Linked DNA regions of Mus musculus: regions 1 and 2 are each linked to region 3. Evidence: chromatin contacts called from public Hi-C and HiChIP or PLAC-seq data. All regions are on one chromosome and are shown on one strand. The core of a region is the stretch at or near the end of the contact, and the rest is flanking DNA. Distances in the headings are between cores, read along the strand shown. Region 1 overlaps Lipc (lipase, hepatic). Region 2 holds the start of Rnf111 (ring finger 111). Region 3 overlaps Adam10 (a disintegrin and metallopeptidase domain 10).

Region 1 (3,202 bases), core at 165-2,664, 150 kb after region 3:
ACGTTAAGACATCCTGTGCCTCACACAGACACTGTGTCCTGTGTCTGGCAGTGTCTGTGGTTCCTTTAAGTACAGCGCTATTTGTACTCACTGTGCACTTCCTGTCTGGACTGCCCTGGTCATCTAGCCTCTTAGAAAAATTCTGACTTAGCCAGAATCACCTGCAGGGCTGGAATCCACACCCACTTGGTTCCAGAGTCAACATTCATTTTTAAGGGGATAGAGCTTATTTATAGAAACATACAGGAAGGTATGACCATCCTAAATGTATAGCTCTGTGGATTTCTACCCATTCACAAGCCTCCTTCAGGATCGCGACAGAGGTCTCCATACCCAGAGGATGCCCTCAGTCGTCTCTAGCAATACCAGCACCCAAAACCACCACTTCCTCCTATCAATGGGAATGTGTTTCTTCTGTTCTTCAACTTTGTGTCAATAGAGTCACACAGTAGGTCTTTTGTGTCTGGCTGTTTTACCCAACACCTTGTGATGCTCATGTAAGATGTTGTATGTATACAGCCTGAACCTTGCCGCATTGGTGAGTCCTAGGCTGCCTTCCGGCACCAACACCTTCAGAGTGGCTAGGGTGGGGCGGTGGGTGCAGCAGTCATAGATGGAGCAGGCTGAGAGATGGGCTGAAAAGAGAGGGCTTTTTAGATCATGGCCTGGGCTTTACATTTCTTCCTTTCCTGCTGCTGAGTTCCCTGGGCCCAGACTGGTGGCAAAAAGACAAGTTCCTTTTCTGACTTTGTTCCTTTGTACAACAGAGCCAACCTCTTCACTGTGCTCTCTCAGATTCCTGGACAGCATTCTCTGGAATCAACCTTCCTATGCCTGGCAGTGAGGTTCCTTTAACGACTCACTTCCTGTCTGCTCTGCCCCATCATTAACCTCCAAATGAACTAGAATCATCTCCAGAACAGGAGCTCACACTCAAACCAGTTTCACCCAGATGGGGGCGTTTGTTTCTTCCTTACTATCCTGGTTGCTTTCATAGCATTATCTGAGGACTTAAAAATTAATATTATTATTTTGGAGACAGGGTTTTGAGTTTCTCAGTCTGGCTTCAAACTTGCTATATAGCAGAAGGTAACCATCAACTTCTAATCCTCCTGCATCTATCTACCTTAGAGTGTTGGATTACAGGTTTGCAAGAACACGCCCTATTTATACAGCGCTGGAGCTAGAGCCCAGTGCTTTGTTCATGCTAGGCAAGCACTCTACCCACTGAGCCACATGCCAGCTATTTCTGGAAGTACTTTTCAGTTGTTAAACACTTAGGGGTGGGGGCATGTGGAGTGCTATTTGCTTCTAGTGGGCAGAGGTCTGAGGTCATGCTAAGAACAGGCCTCCCCTTCCACTAAAGAGTGATGCAGCCTCGCATCTCAGTAACATTGTTGTTGGGAAACCCTGAGCATGAGTCATCATCAGGAAGTTGGTGTCTGTTTCTTTTCCTGATGCCAAAAGAGAAGAGGCAGGCATAATGAAGGTACTTTCATCCTGGAGTTAGAAGACCTGGGCTCAGGACTCACTTGCCACTAGCTAGTCATCTGACCTCATTTGAGTTATCCAGTCTCTGCAGGTCTGTTTCCTCCTCCTCCTCCTCCTCCTCCTCCTCCTCCTCCTCCTCCTCCTCCTCCTCCTCTTCTGTTGCTGGGCGCTGAGGTGCTTGTCACTAAGCCTGCAGGCTTCCTGTCCGGATCTCTTAGGGCTGCCTTCTATATCCTTATTTCATGAGATTTGACAGAAAACAGTGCCTGGGTGGACTGTGTGTAACGGCAGTGGAAGGATCCTTCCAGTCGCATTTCCACTTCCCTATGCGCTACTTCCAGGGTTATATCCTCACTCTTCCATCTGTGTGGGAAGGGAGCTCACCCACAAAGGGTGTTTCCTGAACTGTAGGCAGAGCTTCAAATACCCACAATTCCCATAGGCAGCAGTTTTTGACACTGGAACTTTTAGCCTTAAATTTAAATTCTTGTGAGACCTGTAAAAGGGTTTGCTGTGTGTGTGTGTGTGTGTGTGTGTGTGTGCCTAGTTACTTAAGAGGTTCAGGGCTTTATACCCTTCAAGGTGAGGCTATGGGAGGTTTTGATAAGACTAGACTAACAGAACATTGGTGAGCTTAGCATGCAGCGCTATGCAGTGTAGAGGACAGATCTCTGTAAGAACCAAGAGCCCTGCTGTGCCCAACAGGCAGAAAAGAAAGGGAAGAGAATTGGAGAGATGGCTCAGTGATTAAGAGCACTGGCTGCTTTTGCAGAAGACTGGGGTTTGGTTTCCAGTACCCACTTGGAAACTCACTACCTTAAACTGCAGTTTAAGGTGTCCAGTGCCCTCTTCTGGCTTCCATGGGCCCTGCATGCATGGGGTGAACATATATACGAAGGCAAACACTCATAAACATAACAGAATAATTGGGGAAGTTTGCTTAGTAAGTAATAAGAATGAGATGAGGCAGAAAGGCGATGGCTCAGTGGGCAAAGTGCTCGAGTGCCACACAAGCATTAGGACCTGAATTGGAGTCCCCAGGACCTAAGCACCATGGAACACATCTGTAACCCAGCACTGGGAGAGCAGAGAGACTCCTGAAGCTTGCTGGGTAGCCAGTCCAGCAGCATCAGTGAGCTCCTGGTTCAGTGAGCTCCAGGTTCAGTGAGAGGCCTTGTTTCAAAAGTTAAAGTGGAGAGCAGAGGAGGGAGACGCCTGAGATTTACCTCTGGCCTCCACACACGTGCGAACATACATGTGTGGGCACACCTGCACACACATGTGTGCACACCATACAGTTGTTGAAGGGAGAATTAGTGATGGATAGAGGTGGCTCGGATAGTTGGCTGTCATAATGCATTCATTATTGAATGGCATAAGTATTGCTGTTTGGAATCTGGGGACAAACTCGCCTTAGATGGAAGACTATTGCAGACCCATGGGACAATATCTTAATGGAAATCTCAAGAGGACCAAATTGTTCTTAAGTTACTTGATTTTAGGGGTGGCATTAACCCTTTTTAGTCAGCTGCCCTCCAATTCTACAGTTCAAAACTGTCTCGAAAATGGAGGAACGGCGTCCATATTTATTTTCTCACATATGTAACAAACAGCACAATGTCTCAATAAAAATGTATCTGTGGGATTCTTTTCTGGGTTACCTGTATGTTATGTGGCTTTATGTGTGTGTGTGTGTGTGTGTGTGTGTGTG
Region 2 (2,946 bases), core at 64-2,563, 190 kb before region 3:
AGCTAAGTAAAATCAGAATTCTTGAAAGGACATCTGTATTAAGTCACGTGAGAGCTATTGCAAAGACAAATGGTAAAGATATGAGGAACCTCTGTTCATCTTTTTTTTGATTTTGCTCTCTTTGGTTAAAGAGGTCCCCAAAACAAGAAAATTAAAGATAAAAGTGCCAAATGGAACTAAGTTTGGATCAAGTCAGGTTCAAGAGCTGTCAGAACTCTGACAATGAGGTCTCTGTCAGCTGGCTCACTCACTGCTACTCAGGAGTTCTAAACTCATTCTGTACATAAATCAAGGAACAGGAAAGCTCTCAACAATACAATGGAGTCACCCCAGACATGAGCAAATTAAGTGAAGGCGCTAGCTACAACTTCCTGGTTTTTTGGTTTTTGGTTGTTGTTTTTTTTGGACGCTAAAAAGTCACACTTTTTTTTTAAAATTATCTATAAAGCTCTATAATCTAAGAAGTGTGGTGACAAACCTCTATTTCTCCAGAACAAAAACCGATATTTCCACCGCACCACTGCTGACTCCGATCAATTATCTAGGCAGGATAAAGAAAACATCTTTTTTTAATGACTAACCAGCCAACTCCACACAATATCAGACGCGCCTGTCTTCTGCTCCGCGGACTGCGCGTGCCCGCCCGCACCGGGCGGCTCCCGGCTCCAGCCGGGGTTACCTTCCTCACTCCATTGTCACCCCCACTCCTCGGCCCTGAGCCCCAGTCCCGCTGGCGAGCGGCGGCCCCGGGGCGCAATCCCCTCACCCACCCCCTCCCAAGAGGCCGTGGGTGTGTCCGCGGGCGGACTCTTGCCCGGACACAATGAGCCACTCCGCGCCGTCCGGGACCCGCGGTCATTCCCCTGTCGCCGACCCGGGCCGGCCGCCGCGGCCCTTCCTCTTTCTCCCTCCTGCTCGGCCCCTCCCCCGCCGCGCGCAAGCGCCACCGCGCCGCTCCCCTCCCCCGCACCCCCCCCCCTTCCGCCGGCGCCCTCACCCGAGTCCGCAGGCCCCGTGCGGCCAGGTCCCGGACTCGCTGGCGCGGGGCTGGGGAACAGCGCTCGGCCGGGTGAGGCTGAGGCGGGCCGGGCGGCTCTCCTCAGGAGGGCGTCTGTCAACACCGCCGCCGCGGAGCGTGAGGCTGAGCCTGGCTCGGCTGGACCCGGCTCCGAGCACCCGATCGCGGCCCACGCGCGCTCGCGACCCTGAACGGCCGGCGTGCCTTACGCCGCGCAGCACCAGCGCCCCGCCACCATCGCCGTCGCCGCCGCCGCAGCCTGGGCCGGCCCTCCCCGACTGCGCGAGCGCGACACCGGGGCCCTTTTACGACAGTTCGGAAAGCGAGCGCTCCGGACCCTCACGCCCTCTCACAGCAGTATGTCTGCGCATGTGCGGGCCAGGGACCGCCCCCCTGCGTCCCAGTCCTTCCTCTTTGCACTGGCTTAGGCGAACTGTTGGCCCAGTGGGACTAAGTTAAAAATAAGGTGGTTGGGTTCACTTTCTTCCGTGATTTCGGGCTCAACAGTGCTTCAGCATAATTCCGCCTACGTACTGGTTGCTTTTTCTCAAACTAAAAATTATTCCAGCTTACTGATTGCACTAGTCGCGCCTTTAAATAAAAAAACAAAAAAACACGGGTTAGTGTCTTTCTCAGCAGATGATACCCAAAACAGAGATCTCATCTCACTGGTGAAGTGAATTTTCAAAATCATTTCAAATGTATTATTAGGTAGCCTGGGAGCTATACAATCGCAGATGACTTCTTAATTGCCTCACAAAACCCAGAAGATTGCAGTTTTTATTGTGTGCCCTAGAAGGATGTAAGGACAGAGAGTGGGCTCTGCAGTCAATCAGACAGATTTCCGGTCAGAAAGCAAAGTGAGGGTGCCCAAGCTGACTTATTAACACCTTTATAAATCTCAGTTTCCTCTTCTATAAAACATGATAGCCTTATATGCTTCAAAATGATCTTGTGAGGTCAAATATGACGACTTAAAGTACCTTATATTACCAATTAAGTATTTAACAAGCATTAATAACCTCCTTCTACATCAGCTCGTCGATAATATTCACTCATGTTCTCCATATTTAGTGAAGGTGATTTTTTGGCTTGGTTTGGTTTGGTTTTGGTTTTTCGAGACAGAGTTTCTCTGTGTAGCCCTGGCTGTCTTGGAACTCACTCCAGAGACTCAGAGATCCACCTGACTCTGCCTCCCAAGAACTGGGAGTATTTTTAAATTTTAAAAGAAGAAGAAATGGAAAACATTGGATTTGGATTTCCTCAGCCTCCCTAGTTGCTGCCCTCTACAAGTAGAATTCTATCGGGACTATCAAAGCCCAGGACTTTTTTGTTTTGTTTTGTTTTGTTTTGTTTTGTTTCCGGGCTTGGTTAGGTTTGGTTTTTTTCGAGACAGGGTTTTTCTGTATTGCCCCGGCTTTCCTGGAACTCACTCTGTAGACCAGGCTGGCCTCGAATTCAGAAATCTGCCTGCCTCTGCCTCTGCTTCTGGGACTAAAGATGTGTGCTTCTTGGGTTGGGGACTTTAGGTTAGAGGCAAGACTTGTCTGTTCTGATCAGGTAGAGTTTTTGAAGTGTCTAATGTTTACCCAAAGGCTTGAACTTAGTTGGTTGTTGAGTGTGTTAATCTAAAACTAAGTAGACCACTGGGCTAATGATGGAGATTCGGATTCATTAACTTACATTTCTGACAGTTGAAGCAAGCATTTTGGTAAGGTCAACCAGAGTAGAAATGAGAGGAAATAGATATGTGGAATGTTTGTTATTTAAAGAGCTGAAGTGAAAGGAAATTCTAGGAGGAGTTGAATGTGTTAGAGAGGGAGGGAGGGAAGGAGGAAGGAAGAGAAATTGAGTCAAGATATATAGGTAGTAAAAAATTAGGAGGAAATTTAGCAATAAAGAGTATGATCATGGATTCATGAAATGCT
Region 3 (3,214 bases), core at 505-3,004:
ATTTAAATTGTATTTATTCATTATATGTAGCTCTGAGTTGCATAGGGACACTTTCATGTAACTATGTATAATATATTGAGCATATTTCCCCACTACTTTATCTTCCCATTAATGTCTTTGCTATCCTAGATAGTTTCACTTCTATATTTATGGCATATATAAATATATGATTTTATGTATCATTCTCACAAATGTAAGAAGTTATATGTTATCAACCATTCTGTGATTGGGGTATATGTATTTTCTCTAAATGATATAATTTTATTCTTAAAAAAAAGAAATATGCTTTTAATTATAGATATACCCTGTTATCTTGAAGTTTCACTTGTAACTGTGAGATGTAGATAGTTGATTCTAGATGATTTGACTGGTTTCTAGTGAAGAAATAGATACTGGTTTCAGTTTGAAGTTATATAGTAGAAATGGTGTGTCTAAGTGCATTAAAATACTCTGCAATATTGCTGAAATATAGGACATAGTTCTTAGAAGGCTATTTTTGTTATATGAGAGAGCACTTTTATAAGTGCTGTGTAATATTTCAAGATCAGAGTGAATATATAGCAGCATAAAGAACATTGGTCATGGATATTTCTTGAGGCAAAGATAATGATTTTGAAATTACATTGTTGAACTTAATTGTCAACTTGACTGAATTTGGAATTACTTAGGAGATACAACTCTGGGGATGTCTGTAGGGTGTTTCCAGAGAGGTTTAGCTGAGGAAGGAAGACCTGAATGTGGGTGCTGCCATTCTATGGATTGGGGTCCTGGACTGATTGAAAAGGGGGAAAAAACCCCAGAAAGGATACTGACCATCAGGACCCCATCTCTGCTTGCAGACTATGGATGAATTGTGACTAGTTGCCTGACCTTCCTGCACACATCTTCCTGTCAGTGGTGGACTACACTGCCAGGCCACAGCAGTGAAAGTATTAGAAATATCTTGATTGCAGCTAATTTTCTTGAGGCATTAGAAATGTACCAGCTTTAGTTTGTCCTTTATCTACCCTTTCATATGTTGTAATTGAGTTTTCTATAACTAGGAAGATTTATTATGTTAATATTTTTGTTAATTTTTTTCCCATTCTTAAGATTGTGTTATCAACTTTTTTGTTTGGATATAGATAGAGAAAAAAATTTGTTAATATAAAGTGATACTATTAACCTACCATCTGTAGGCTGAGTAGCTAGGATTTCAGGTGTGCACAATCATGCATAGTTTATTTAGTTACTTATTTTCATGATGTTTTGCAGTACTTTGATTGAACCTAAGCCTTCTCACACATGCTAGGAAAGTACTCTGTCCTGTGGGGTTAAGTGGTTGAACTCAGTTTTCAGGCTTGGTGGGAAGTGCCATCTTACCATCCCTATTGTGTGTGTGTGTGTATATGTTAACTGTGTGTGTTAAATTGTGTTCACAATTTCCTCTGGACCTTTAAAGTGTTAGGTACTGAGTGCATTTACTGTGTACTTTATAGAAATTCAGATTTCTGAAATCTGTAACAGGGCAAGGAAGCAAACTGCTGTTGATAGGCTTTTCTGTGTAAATGAAATAAAATAGCAGAAGAGAAAGATAACTTACTTGATAAAGTGCAGAGTGGAGTGATTTAATATAGTTACAATGCTGCAGTAAAATAGCCTTAGGATTATTGCATCATTGTAGCCTCCCCTAATCAAGATGCGAGGCTAGGGAGAGAAATTATAATAGTTCAAGTGGAAAGATATATGACACATGGAAAAACTTGGGCGATCTAGAAACTTTCCTTCACCAGAAGTTGTCATTTTCCACTGACCTCAGATAAGGAAGTTTCACTCTGCACTCCAGGTTAAATGTGTTTCTTTTGCTATTATTAGGAAACATTTCTACATGGGAACACCTTTAATAGTATTGTCTATGTTTGGAGATAAAAGGAGTTTGGGTTGGCAAAGTTTTTCTTTTTATCTCTTTTTCAGTATTGGGTATCAAACTCCAGTCACTGTGGATATTAGGCAAGTTTTCTGCCATTGAGCTATATATATTCCTGGCCTCTGGTTGTCATCTTCTGAGCCCTTCCTGTTAACTTCCCTGCTGTTTGTTGGGCCTTGCATGGTAATGCATAAGTAGTGAAAGGGATGCTCTAGCTCTGTGCTGTTTTGGTTTTGGTTTTGGTTTCTTAGTCATTAGAAGATTGATCAGTAGCTATTTATTGTAACTTTTTAATATTTGTATTCTCAGAACTTAAAGTAAAGATTAGCATATACACTATTAAGTGTGCTCAAATTTCTGAGAGAGTGTGTGTGAGGAGAAGCTCTGAAGATTTATGTTGTTGTTATTTTTTTTTTTTTAATTGACCCCCTTACCATTTTGAGTGGTACTCAGGATCAAACCTAAGAATTCAGGATGCTAGCTAAGCACTTTACCACAGAGGTGTGCCTCAGCCGTACTGTAATCAACTTTAAAATAGAGCAGATTACCGTTCTTGCTAGTGTATTTATTTTGCTCATTAAGTACTTTTACATGGTCTTTTAATTAAAGAGGTAGAGTAAGTTAGACTTTTTTTTTCCTATAAGAACTAAGTTGCTTTTTAAAAACAACTGTGTCTTTTTATCTGAAAGTACATTTTATTTTGTGCATATGGGTGTTTTTACTGGAAAGTATGTTTGTGCACTTGCATGTCTGATGCTCATAGAGGCCAGAAAGTGTCAGAATACTCAGAACTGGTGTTTACAGACACTTATTAGCTGCAGTGCAGGTGCTTGGAACCTAACTTGTATCCTCTGAAAGAGCAGGAGGTGCTCTTAACTGCTGAGCCAAGTCTAATCCCTGAAAGCATTTGGAAGCATGTATTTGTTCATTGAAAAAAGTAGCCTAAATGGATAAATATGTTGTTGTTTTGAGACAACTATAACCAGATTGTTTCAACCTCATCTTCCTCCCTCAGCTTTCTTTATGCTGGTTTATAGATATCTCTCACAATGTTTAGCAGTTATTTTTTAAACAATAACTTACTATATTCTTAGGTAGTGCATGCTGTATACCATTCTCAACACTCAACACACATACATTTAGTCCAAACAATGTCACTTTTAGGTATAAGTACTGGTAAATCTATTTTTTTTTCAAATGGGAAAACTAAGGCATAATGAAGTAGGTAGTTCAGACAGTTGTGAATGCTGCATGATTATTTTGCATGAAAATTTCCTGAAATGCATTCATGATAGCAGTAAGATAATC

Evidence for each region. A called contact is a pair of places that touch in the nucleus more often than the background predicts. HiChIP or PLAC-seq counts read pairs in DNA pulled down with a chosen protein or histone mark.
Region 1: a contact with region 3 is called in an H3K4me3 HiChIP or PLAC-seq map of bone marrow-derived macrophages, with 5 times the contacts expected there. The contact joins two enhancer-like sites. A contact is called at or near these places in 3 of 39 promoter capture datasets (the C10 cell line, hippocampal neurons and stem cell-derived epiblast-like cells), 17 of 484 Hi-C or Micro-C datasets (the G1E-ER4 cell line, LSK cells, bone marrow-derived macrophages and 8 more), 8 of 115 datasets of contacts at active chromatin or transcription factors (the 230-238 cell line, the HPC-7 cell line, acute myeloid leukemia and 5 more) and 1 of 9 other capture datasets (embryonic stem cells).
Region 2: a contact with region 3 is called in a Hi-C map of CD8 T cells, with 2.9 times the contacts expected there. The contact joins the promoter of Rnf111 here to the enhancer-like site in region 3. A contact is called at or near these places in 3 of 484 Hi-C or Micro-C datasets (CD8 T cells, nephron progenitors and uterus), 1 of 115 datasets of contacts at active chromatin or transcription factors (microglia) and 2 of 9 other capture datasets (adipose tissue and liver).

What each region holds. Positions count from the first base shown.
Region 1 is chr9:70,841,152-70,844,353 of GRCm38.p6, forward strand. All of the region lies in intron 1 of Lipc (lipase, hepatic), which reads right to left. Among named protein-coding and RNA genes, the nearest start is that of Gm32017, 71 kb to the right of the region's middle. Within about 2 kb of position 1,415, at least 151 of the 459 cell types and tissues checked have an H3K27ac peak or open chromatin away from gene starts, as enhancers often do. A contact at or near this core is called in the G1E-ER4 cell line and bone marrow-derived macrophages, where this site is marked.
Region 2 is chr9:70,502,462-70,505,407 of GRCm38.p6, forward strand. It overlaps Rnf111 (ring finger 111), which reads right to left and starts at 1,314. Exons shown (of 15, transcript NM_033604.3): 1 at 998-1,314; 2 at 479-541.
Region 3 is chr9:70,690,432-70,693,645 of GRCm38.p6, forward strand. The region is part of intron 1 of Adam10 (a disintegrin and metallopeptidase domain 10); the gene reads left to right. Among named protein-coding and RNA genes, the nearest start is that of Adam10, 13 kb to the left of the region's middle. Within about 2 kb of position 1,755, at least 18 of the 459 cell types and tissues checked have an H3K27ac peak or open chromatin away from gene starts, as enhancers often do. A contact at or near this core is called in CD8 T cells, the G1E-ER4 cell line and bone marrow-derived macrophages, where this site is marked.